Regions from separate parts of the Sus scrofa genome. Here region 2 is linked to region 1. The links are chromatin contacts, called in public HiChIP or PLAC-seq maps. All regions are on one chromosome and are shown on one strand. The core of a region is the stretch at or near the end of the contact, and the rest is flanking DNA. Distances in the headings are between cores, read along the strand shown. Region 1 holds the start of DIXDC1 (dixin). Region 2 overlaps DIXDC1 (dixin).

Region 1 (4,483 bases), core at 880-3,379:
GAGATGCCACCATTCCTGTTGCACCACAGTGGGAACTACAGATGAAATCTTTTTTTTTGGAGCTTTGAATTCAGTGCTTTAATAAGTCTTTTCCCAAGAAACTTGAGCTCACAGGTCCTACTTTGATAAATAGCTTGTTTAAGAAACAGTGATCTCTTGGCCTAGATAACTGTCAGCAGGAACTTCCTCTCATGTCTCAATATTTTTTGCTGTGTCCAAAGCATGACTGGCTATCAACCAGTCAGAACCCTCTCTCCAGGGATCCACCAATTAGGTGTTCTGGTTTTGCACACCATGTATGTAGATGTGTTGCATGCAATTTTATGCTCTTGGAAGTTTTATACTTCTCTTTAAAAGGGCCTTGTTGCATTAACATGGGTTAGTGACTCAACTGAGTGTTGAGTCACTTATACCATGAGTCCATTACACCATGGACTAGGGTGGTGGTGAGGGGAGTTCTTAGCAACCAAATTTCCAAGCTAGATGATGAAGGACAGTGGTCTTCTGACTTGTGGGCTGTTTAGGTTCAGTTTGATCCAGTGTCATGGCTTTTCCCCAGCCTTAGCCAGAATTGAACCCACAGCATTCAACCAGCAACAGCCATTTAACACCTTGGCTGACTTCTGTTTCCTGCTTGCTGTGGTCAGAGGGAGGTGTGTCTTTTCTCAGAAGCATCTTTGTGTTTAGCAGCTTTAGACATTCAGGCAAGATGTAGCCAGTTCTGGCCGTTCTAAGTAAGGACGTTCTTCTCTAGTGACCCGAGGATGAGGTTAGGTTGAATAAAAGCCATTACTGACTTTTCTCGCTAAGGTACTAATGGGGATTTGAGGAGGGAATCTGTGCCTTTGGAAAATCACTCCTGTAGAGTCCTAACTTCTGGAGTTCCTGTTGTGGAGCAGTGGAAACAAATCTAACTAGTACCCATGAGGATGTGGGTTTGATCCCTGGCCTCGCTCAGTGGGTTAAGGATCTGGTGTTGCTGTGAGCTGCAGTGTAGGTCACAGATACGACTTGGATCCTGCATTGCCGTGGCTGTGGTGTAGGCTGGCAACTGCAGCTCTGATTGGACCCCTGGCCTGGGAACTTCTATATGCCACAGGTGCAGCCCTAAAAAGCAAAAAAGAAGAAAGAAAAAATAGAGTCCTAACTTCTCAAACAGTCTCTCACTAACCAGCTGTGTCCTTGGGCAAGGCCTGACCTTCTCTGAGCCTTAACACCCAGTAAACCCTTCCCTCCCATCTGGGATCACGAGGTGTAACATAATATGGGTGTTCTTTCAGCTTCCAGTTTTCCTATAGAAACAAGAGTGTGCACCAAGGACACAGATGACTAGTATTTTTAAAAATAAATAATCAAGACTGTGACTGGAATAACCAGAAACAAAGGGGAAGAGCTCTCTGTTTGTTTGAGGAAGCTCTTACCTAACCCTTTCCAGTGCACCAGGACATTGTACAATTATTTTCATTAAAACCCATTTAATTAAGTTAAAACTCATTTAAAATATGGTTTCACATTTTAGCGCTTATTTTCAAAAGAAAGAAACTTTTTTGGTAAAGACTTCTTCATCCTTGGTTTACCCTTGATGTCCCTATTTTGATCCTGTGATTGGTTTAGCACCACTTTATTAAATGTACCCCAATAACATCAATAACTAAAGCGCTCTACCCTCTCTTTGTGTCTGTCCCTTCTTGATACCCCTTCTTTAGCCTAACCTCACTGTCCAGGCCCCATATGGGAAAAGGTTGCTGGGGGTTAAAAAGCTAGTCTGGGAGTAAAAATCTATGATTCACTCCCCTTCCCAGCCACCTTGCCTTGTGGTGGGGAGCTTGAGTTCTTTAGCCATCAGAGAAAGAGATAGAGAGAGAGAGAGAGAGAGGAGAGAGAGAGAGAGAGAAAGAGTGTGTGTGTGTGTGTGTGTGTGTGTGTGTGTGTGTAGGGCATCCACACGCAGCCATACCCCCTGTGCGTCCGTGTGTATTGGGGCGGGGGGCGGGGGGGCGCGCACGCTCCAGCAGCCCTGCTGTATGTGTGTGTCTGCAGCGCAGGCACATACGCCGCCGCTCCCCACGCCCGACCCCCGGCCCGGTGTGTGAGCGTGTGCGTGTGCGTGTGTGCGCGCGGCGCGGGGCTCTCCCTGACGCACGCCGGGCAGGGGGCCCCCAGCCAGCGCCCCTCCGCCTGGTGCGCGCCCAGCAGTTTCTATAGGAACCGCGACAGCGCGGGGCCCCTCCTGCAGATCCCCGGTGCGAGCATGCCCAGTGGAGGCCGCTAGTTTGGCCCGGGTCTGGGTTTCCAGTAAGTGGCATGCGGGACTCCGGAGACATCCCAATGAGCTGAGCCGGGAGTCTTTGTGTGCACGGGGAGGAGGAGGCGGCGGCCGCCGGCCCGGAGACCCCGCCCGGGGGGCCGGCAGGAACAATGCTAGCCTGTTTGACCCGGGGGAACTTACTGGACGTTCTGCAGGAGGGCTTCAATGAGGTAACTGCTCCTCCCACTCCCCAGCTCCCCCTGCCTTAACGCCTCCAGCCTCATCTCTGGAAGGGGTCCTCCTCCGCCTGCATCCTTACCGGACCCAGAACAACCCCCTGCAGAACCCCAAGCTAAGGTGGGGGTGGGTACAGTACAGAGGAGCCTGGTGAACCCGGAGGGATCAAAAGGGCCGACTGCTTCCAGCCAAGCTGGGCAATGACGTTCCCTGGTAGCTTGCCTGTGCCCAGAAGACAGGACCACGAATTCTGAGGTCATCTCCTTCCAGAAGAAGTGGTCTCATCCCTCTCTGGGCTTTGCCCGCAGGACATCCCCAGGGAAGCCCATGACTATATGGCAGAGGTGCTCCTTCTGTTTGAGGAGTAAGTGGGTGAGCCAAAGGAGGTGGCATGCATTGGTAGAAAGTTTGAGCAAGGGCAGGAGGAGTAGGTGGTCCGCAGGAAGTGCCCACTTCGTGTTCACATCACTTTCTAAATCCAGGGCAGTGCATTCCCCCCAACCACCAGCCTGCTTGGCAGAGGGACCTAAGAGGAGAGAGAGGTTTCTGGGCCTGATTCAGGGGAGCTGGGGTTTGCCCCTTTCGGTGTGAGAGGGGGGACCTAGGGCCTCAGTCGGACAGGCAGTGTGGGCTAGGGCTGGCGGACAGTCTTTTTCTCTTCACTTGCTTTTCTCTCAGAATTCTGGTGTTTATCCAGTTTTCTTTTCTAGTGACCCAGACCATTTGGGTTTAAGACCTTTGTCCCTTGTGGTTGGCTCCGATGTCCTCCATGGCTTCTGAGCCCCACCCGGTGGGTTGCCTTATCCCAGCATCCCTTACAAGGAGAGGTAGATGGTTGGTTGTCTTTCTTCCTTTCTCCCTCTTTTTCTTTCCACCTCTCCCTCTCTTCCCTTTATGGCGTTTTTTAAAGATTTTTTTTATTATAGTTGATTTACAATGTTGTGCCAATTTCTGCTGTACAGCATATTGACCCAGTTATACATATATACATCCTTTATCTCCTATATCTTCCATCATGTTCTATCACAAATGATTGGATATAGTTCCCTGTGCTATATAGCAGGACCTCATTGCCTATCCATTCTAAACGTGTAATATTTTTTAAAGTCAGTTTTTAATTAAACAGTTAACATATGAATCCATTCTCTTCATGATGATGAACCTCACAGGCAAGACTGAGTGCTTTGGCCGCCCCTGCCATCCTGGCCTTTTCCCCAGAGGTAGCCATTCTCATGAATTTGTGTATAAGATTTTCTTTCTACATCTGCACAGCAGGCTCTTTCCTTAATAGCTGTTTTTAATTAAGAAGCTCTGCAGCCTGACCTGCCTCAGATCCTTCCCCAGTCCTGGCCCCGGTGCCCCGGCCTTGTTCTTGACACAGAGGAAAACGGCGCAAATGCTATCCCCACCTCACTAACTGAGTCAGAGTTTTCCTTTGGCTGAGGGGTGTCATAGCCTTCACTGAAGGGCAGAGCTTGTGTCCCGTCTGCAGTGCGGGTCTCCCCGTCTTTGCATCATTCCCCTTTGATCACGTGGAAGGGAATTGTTAACAAAGAGCCACAGTCTGAGAGTTGAAACAGACCAGCCAGGAAGCCACTCCTTGAGTGCTTCTAGTATTCCTGGTTCCCTATTCTCACCCTCTGCCTTGGGGCCTCCCCTGTCTCAAGCCTCACAGAAGCTCCTTGGGCCTTCTTATGTCCTCCCTTCTTTGTAAGTCAGCCCCCAGGGATCAGGATCCATGGTCTTAAAGGGAGGAGGAAACCAGCACAGAGTCAGTCCTAGTCTTTGCCTTCTGCTCATTTCATCTCTGAACCTTTCAGCTGAAGAGCCAGGGAGACCAAGAGGCTTGGCTGTCTTTTCCAGGCTTTGGTGCTTCCATAAATGTCCCCTGATGTCCAATTCTTATAAAACATAAGGGAAAAGGAGAATTGGGAGAGTTTTCTTTTTGTGGTAGTAATAGAGTCTTCATAAAAGCAACAGTCAACTTTATAATTAATT
Region 2 (4,483 bases), core at 1,327-3,826, 35 kb after region 1:
TGAGGTTGCGGGTTTGATCCTTGGCCTTGCTTAGTGGGTTAAGGATCCGGCGTTGCCGTGAGCTGTGGTGTAGGTGGCAGATTGGGCTCGGATCCTGTGTTGCTGTGGCTCTGGTGTAGGCCGGTGGCAACAGCTCCAATTAGACCCCTAGCCTGGGAACCTCCATATGCCTCGGGAGTGGGCCTAGAAAAGGCAAAAAGACAAAAAAATTAAAAAAAAATTTTTTTTGCCTTTTAGGACCGCACCTATGGCATATGGAAGTTCCCAGGCTAGGTGTCCAGTCAGAGCTGCAGCTGCTGGCCTACTACAGCCACAGTAATGAGGGATCTGAGCCGCATCTGCGACGTACACCACAGCTCACGGCAACACTGGATCCTTAACCCCCTGAGAGAGGCTAGAGATCAAACCCTTGTCCTCATGGATCCGAGTTGGGTTTGTTATCACTGAGCCACGATGAGAACTGCAGGAAATTAAAGGGTTGGAATTTAAACATTGTTGCAGGGTTTCTGATGGCAGTTTGAAAATAGTGTGGCAGAAATAGGAGTAACTCTTTAATGGCAGTAAATCAAGTAAACCTTTACCATCCTCTAGCAGGTATTTTCCCCTTTTGACACATTACTCTTTTCTGTATCCTGTCCTAGCTCTGCTGATATATTGTTGTCCCTTTGCCCAGCCCGGCACGGTCCACATTCCAGCAGTTTCTCCCTGAGGCAGCCTCCATAGCATCCCTTCCTTTGGGATCAGCCCTGGGCTGATCTGCCATGATTATTCTGCTGGTATTGCACGTGTCTGTGAAAGATCACTGTATTGGAAATAGATTTTCTTTCTGGCCTCCAAAGCTACTAAAACACATACTACATCAGTCTCTGAACTTGGGTCCCGGGATGAAGGTGGAAGAGGTGGTGGTGGTGGAAGTAATAAAAACTTGGAGCTCTTTAAAACGCTGGATTATCCATCCTTCTGATAACTCTCTCCATGCATTAGGCTTAAAGGCAGCCTCTTTGTGGAAAAGACATCTGGGACTGGGTGGTTCATTCATTTAACAAGTTCATCATTCATTCAACAAATATTTGTTCTTGCCATGGGCCAGGCACGATCTTAGACAATAGGAGTTAGATTAATAAGAAGTCTCTGGGATAAATTAGGAATGTCGGTTTCTAGACAACTCTTATCAATAAATTGTTTCTCTTCTTTTTTCTTTGGTCGTAGCCTGACTTCCCCCAGTCCTATCCACAGTGCGAAGAGTGAATCCATTATAACCCAGTCGGAGGAGAAGGCAGATTTCGTGATCATTCCCTCTGAAGGAATAGAGAACAGAACAGGTACTGTTGCTCAGCCTGCCTCTGTTGGCTTAAGGAACAGCCCTCAGCTAGATGAGTGTGGGGGTCCTGACTGTCTACATGTAAGCTCCCTGACCTTCTCCCCTCATAGTCTGAGCATGCAGGGTCCACTCTCGAGGGCGGTAATGCTTTGGAGCCAGTGACTGTAGTATCTTCTCACGGATGGTCCCTTCTGATATTCTAGCGGACAGTGTCCGGAAGCAGCATAGACAGGCTGTTCCCCAGATGCCGCCTGTGAATTAGGAGATGACTTTGGAATGGCCAGAAGCCAACTCAAGTAAACAGTTTTCATTATGTCTGTGTTATACAAATAATTTCAGTGCTTTCCTAGCTTAAATTGGGGCCATGAATATATAGTAGAAGCTAGAACATCCAGGAGAAAGCAGGTCTGCATCATGTTTGGTATAAGGGCAACAGAAAGGACCACAAAGAGTTCCCTTTGTTTAGACTTCTTCCTTCGTCTCAACTGGTCTCCTTTTTCTTATATAAACACAGAGGAAAGCATGGAAGAAGCAAAGCACATGATTTAGAGTTTTATTTGCCTATAAGGGATATAATGAAACTGAAGCCCCCAGAAGGAAAACTGGAATTCGGTTCTTCCTGTTTCCACTCCCCATCTAGCCCTGGCATTAGTACCAAAAAGTCAGTTTGTTACTGAGTCAGAAACTCCTGGTACCCTGGGGAGGGAGGAGGGGGCATTTACTGAGTGCTTGCCAGGCACCACCGGGCCCTGCACAGAGGTTACCTCATTTAATCGCACAACAACCCAGAGGGATTAGACTTATATTCATCCTTATGAATGAAATCAGAGCAAAGAGACTGTAAAGATAGGAAAATAAAACCAGAAAGAGAGAGAGAGGTGAAAACAATTTGTACAAGTGTGCTTTTACTGGTTTGTTTCCCTTGTGGCTCACACAGTGTTATGTGTGAACGGGCTTCAGTCGTGACCACAAAATAGTCAAAGGAATTTGACTTGAGGTCTCCCCTCTCAAGCTCCAGAGCAACCAACGGGAATTTTATTTTCTTTGTTTCTGACAGCTTCCGCCTTTGTAGCTGCAGGATCAAGCTCTGGGTAGGCCAGTTCTAGAGACTTAAGAGTAAAATCTGGCCCATAGCAAGATTCCCAGGAAGGGAGTCTTACTGCTTGCCTAAGGTTCTAAAGAGGATAGATCTGCCCGGAGGAGTAAGCCTTGCTGCCTGGGGTCCGAGTTAAGGGCCAGTTCTTTCTGTCTCAAAACGCCACCTGGTGACGAGTCCAGTTTGTGCAGTGAGGGCCCGTTCAGAAAGCAGGTGACCTGAACCTGTGAAGGCAGCGGACTGTGAATGCTTTTTGCCAGAAACTCAGTTTTCTTCAACATGAGCTGTACTCCCTCCTTTCCTCTTGCAGAAGAGATAGATTCACCGTTATCCCGGGACTGGCGACCAGGCAGCCCCGGGACCTATCTGGAGACTTCATGGGAGGAACAGCTATTGGAACAACAAGAACATTTGGAAAAAGAAATGGAGGAAGCCAAGAAAATGATATCGGGATTACAGGTAGCTTTTGTAGTTTGTCTTGGGTGTACCAATTGGTTATTGTTTTTAAGTCACTAGGAGCAGTTGAAAGAAAACAGTCTCAGTTTATGACATTGGAATGGGGAGTTTAGATAGAGGTGGTAGAGTATGAGAAGCAAAGTCCTTCCATGTGAGTAGGCGCAGGTCGACTTCATGGACTCTTGTTTACAGCACAGCTGTTAGGAGTTCTGTAAGCCTGGGGGCCATATCGACCCTGACCGAACCTGGACTCTGGCTTTCTGCTTCGTAGGTGGGTTTCTCCACTGTCTGCAGCCAAGGACCTGCAATGGCAGTTTTCACTGGGGAATGACATTGTGAAGAGTCAGGATTTTCTCCTAGAAATTCACCAGAAGCAGAAAGGCTGTAAAGGCCACTAGTGCTATGGGTCTCGCCTGTGTCTAGCTAAGGGATTTAGCTCACTCTTACTGCTTTTATAAGTGAAAGCCGAGGCATAAGGATCAGGTAGAAGAGGTTTGCCTTGAGCAACAAGGCCCTTCAGTTTTTCCTATACCTTTGGTGCCAGCAAATCTCCCCCCAGAGGCCAACTGACCCACTTGACTTAGTCCCTACCCTGAATGACCCCCCAGTCCTCTGTCTTTGTGTATCTGTCCTGTTTGGGGGAGCCCTTGTAGTGTTCCGATGACCCTGAAATTGCCTAGGAGTATTTCTTTCTGTTTGTGCTGGGAACTGCACTGCTTCTGAATTGTCAAATATTTATGGACACGTAAACAAAGCCCACATTATGTGAGTGGCTCTGGCAGCCGGCAGGCGGTGAAGGGCATGCTCCTAGCCAGCAGCAACAGGGTGGGGACACAAAGGGCTCCTAAAGAAAAAAAAAGGGGGATTGGTGCTTTGGTTAAACCATTTGCATAATGTATGCCGAAGGAACTAAAGGGGTTGGAGGGATGTTTACTGTCCAAACATTCCCAAGCAGAATTGTTGATCTTCCCCCATTGGCTCTGTATTTTTAAATGTCTGACTTTTAGTTCCCTTTGCTGTCACTCCATTAAGGAATGGTTTAACTAATGGAATGGTTTTGTGTGTGTGTGTGTGTGTGTGTGTGTGTGTGTGTGTGTGTGCGCGCTGTCCTTTAATAGGAAGGATTAAAGCCCGGAGAACATTGGGATTACACTCAACCAGGTTTTTCCCAGGATTATCATTATATGAACTAGATCTCCTTCAGTTTGGTTTTCCGTTTGGTTTGCATGTTTTCAACCTGGGAGAAATCCAGTGGCAGATGAGACAGAAAAAGAAGAGAATCAACAGGCAGAAAGTCAGCATCCTGATATTCCCTGCAAACAGAGGGGTTTGAGTTCACAGCCACATGATCACAATGAGAATTCAGTTCCATTACAGAATACAATGGGGCTCACAGCATCCACTGGATTTCTTAACTCTTTCAGTGGTGAACAAATTGCATTCTGAGCCATGTCCAGGGTTTCCTCCTTGTTAGTGGCCTTTATTAGAGCCTGGTGAACACTTTGCCCTCATAGTCGGTATTTCTGTAGTGTAGCTCCCTGTGGCCTTGTGGCTTCTTACATTTTTTTACCTTGTTCCACAGAAATCCATGGGATAACCAAATTCGATTG

What was found. HiChIP or PLAC-seq counts read pairs in DNA pulled down with a chosen protein or histone mark.
Region 2: an H3K27ac HiChIP or PLAC-seq map of alveolar macrophages shows a contact between it and region 1. The contact joins the enhancer-like site here to the promoter of DIXDC1 in region 1. A contact is called at or near these places in 1 of 5 promoter capture datasets (liver), 11 of 47 Hi-C or Micro-C datasets (brain, embryonic fibroblasts, epiblast stem cells and 5 more) and 2 of 2 datasets of contacts at active chromatin or transcription factors (alveolar macrophages and skeletal muscle).

The regions. Positions count from the first base shown.
Region 1 is chr9:39,664,325-39,668,807 of Sscrofa11.1, forward strand. It overlaps DIXDC1 (dixin), which reads left to right and starts at 2,130. Exons shown (of 23, transcript XM_003129869.5): 1 at 2,130-2,478. The coding sequence starts at 2,419.
Region 2 is chr9:39,699,350-39,703,832 of Sscrofa11.1, forward strand. DIXDC1 (dixin) reads left to right here. Exons shown (of 23, transcript XM_003129869.5): 6 at 1,210-1,322; 7 at 2,728-2,876. Among named protein-coding and RNA genes, the nearest start is that of DIXDC1, 35 kb to the left of the region's middle. Within about 2 kb of position 2,577, at least 19 of the 83 cell types and tissues checked have an H3K27ac peak or open chromatin away from gene starts, as enhancers often do. A contact at or near this core is called in alveolar macrophages, brain and liver, where this site is marked.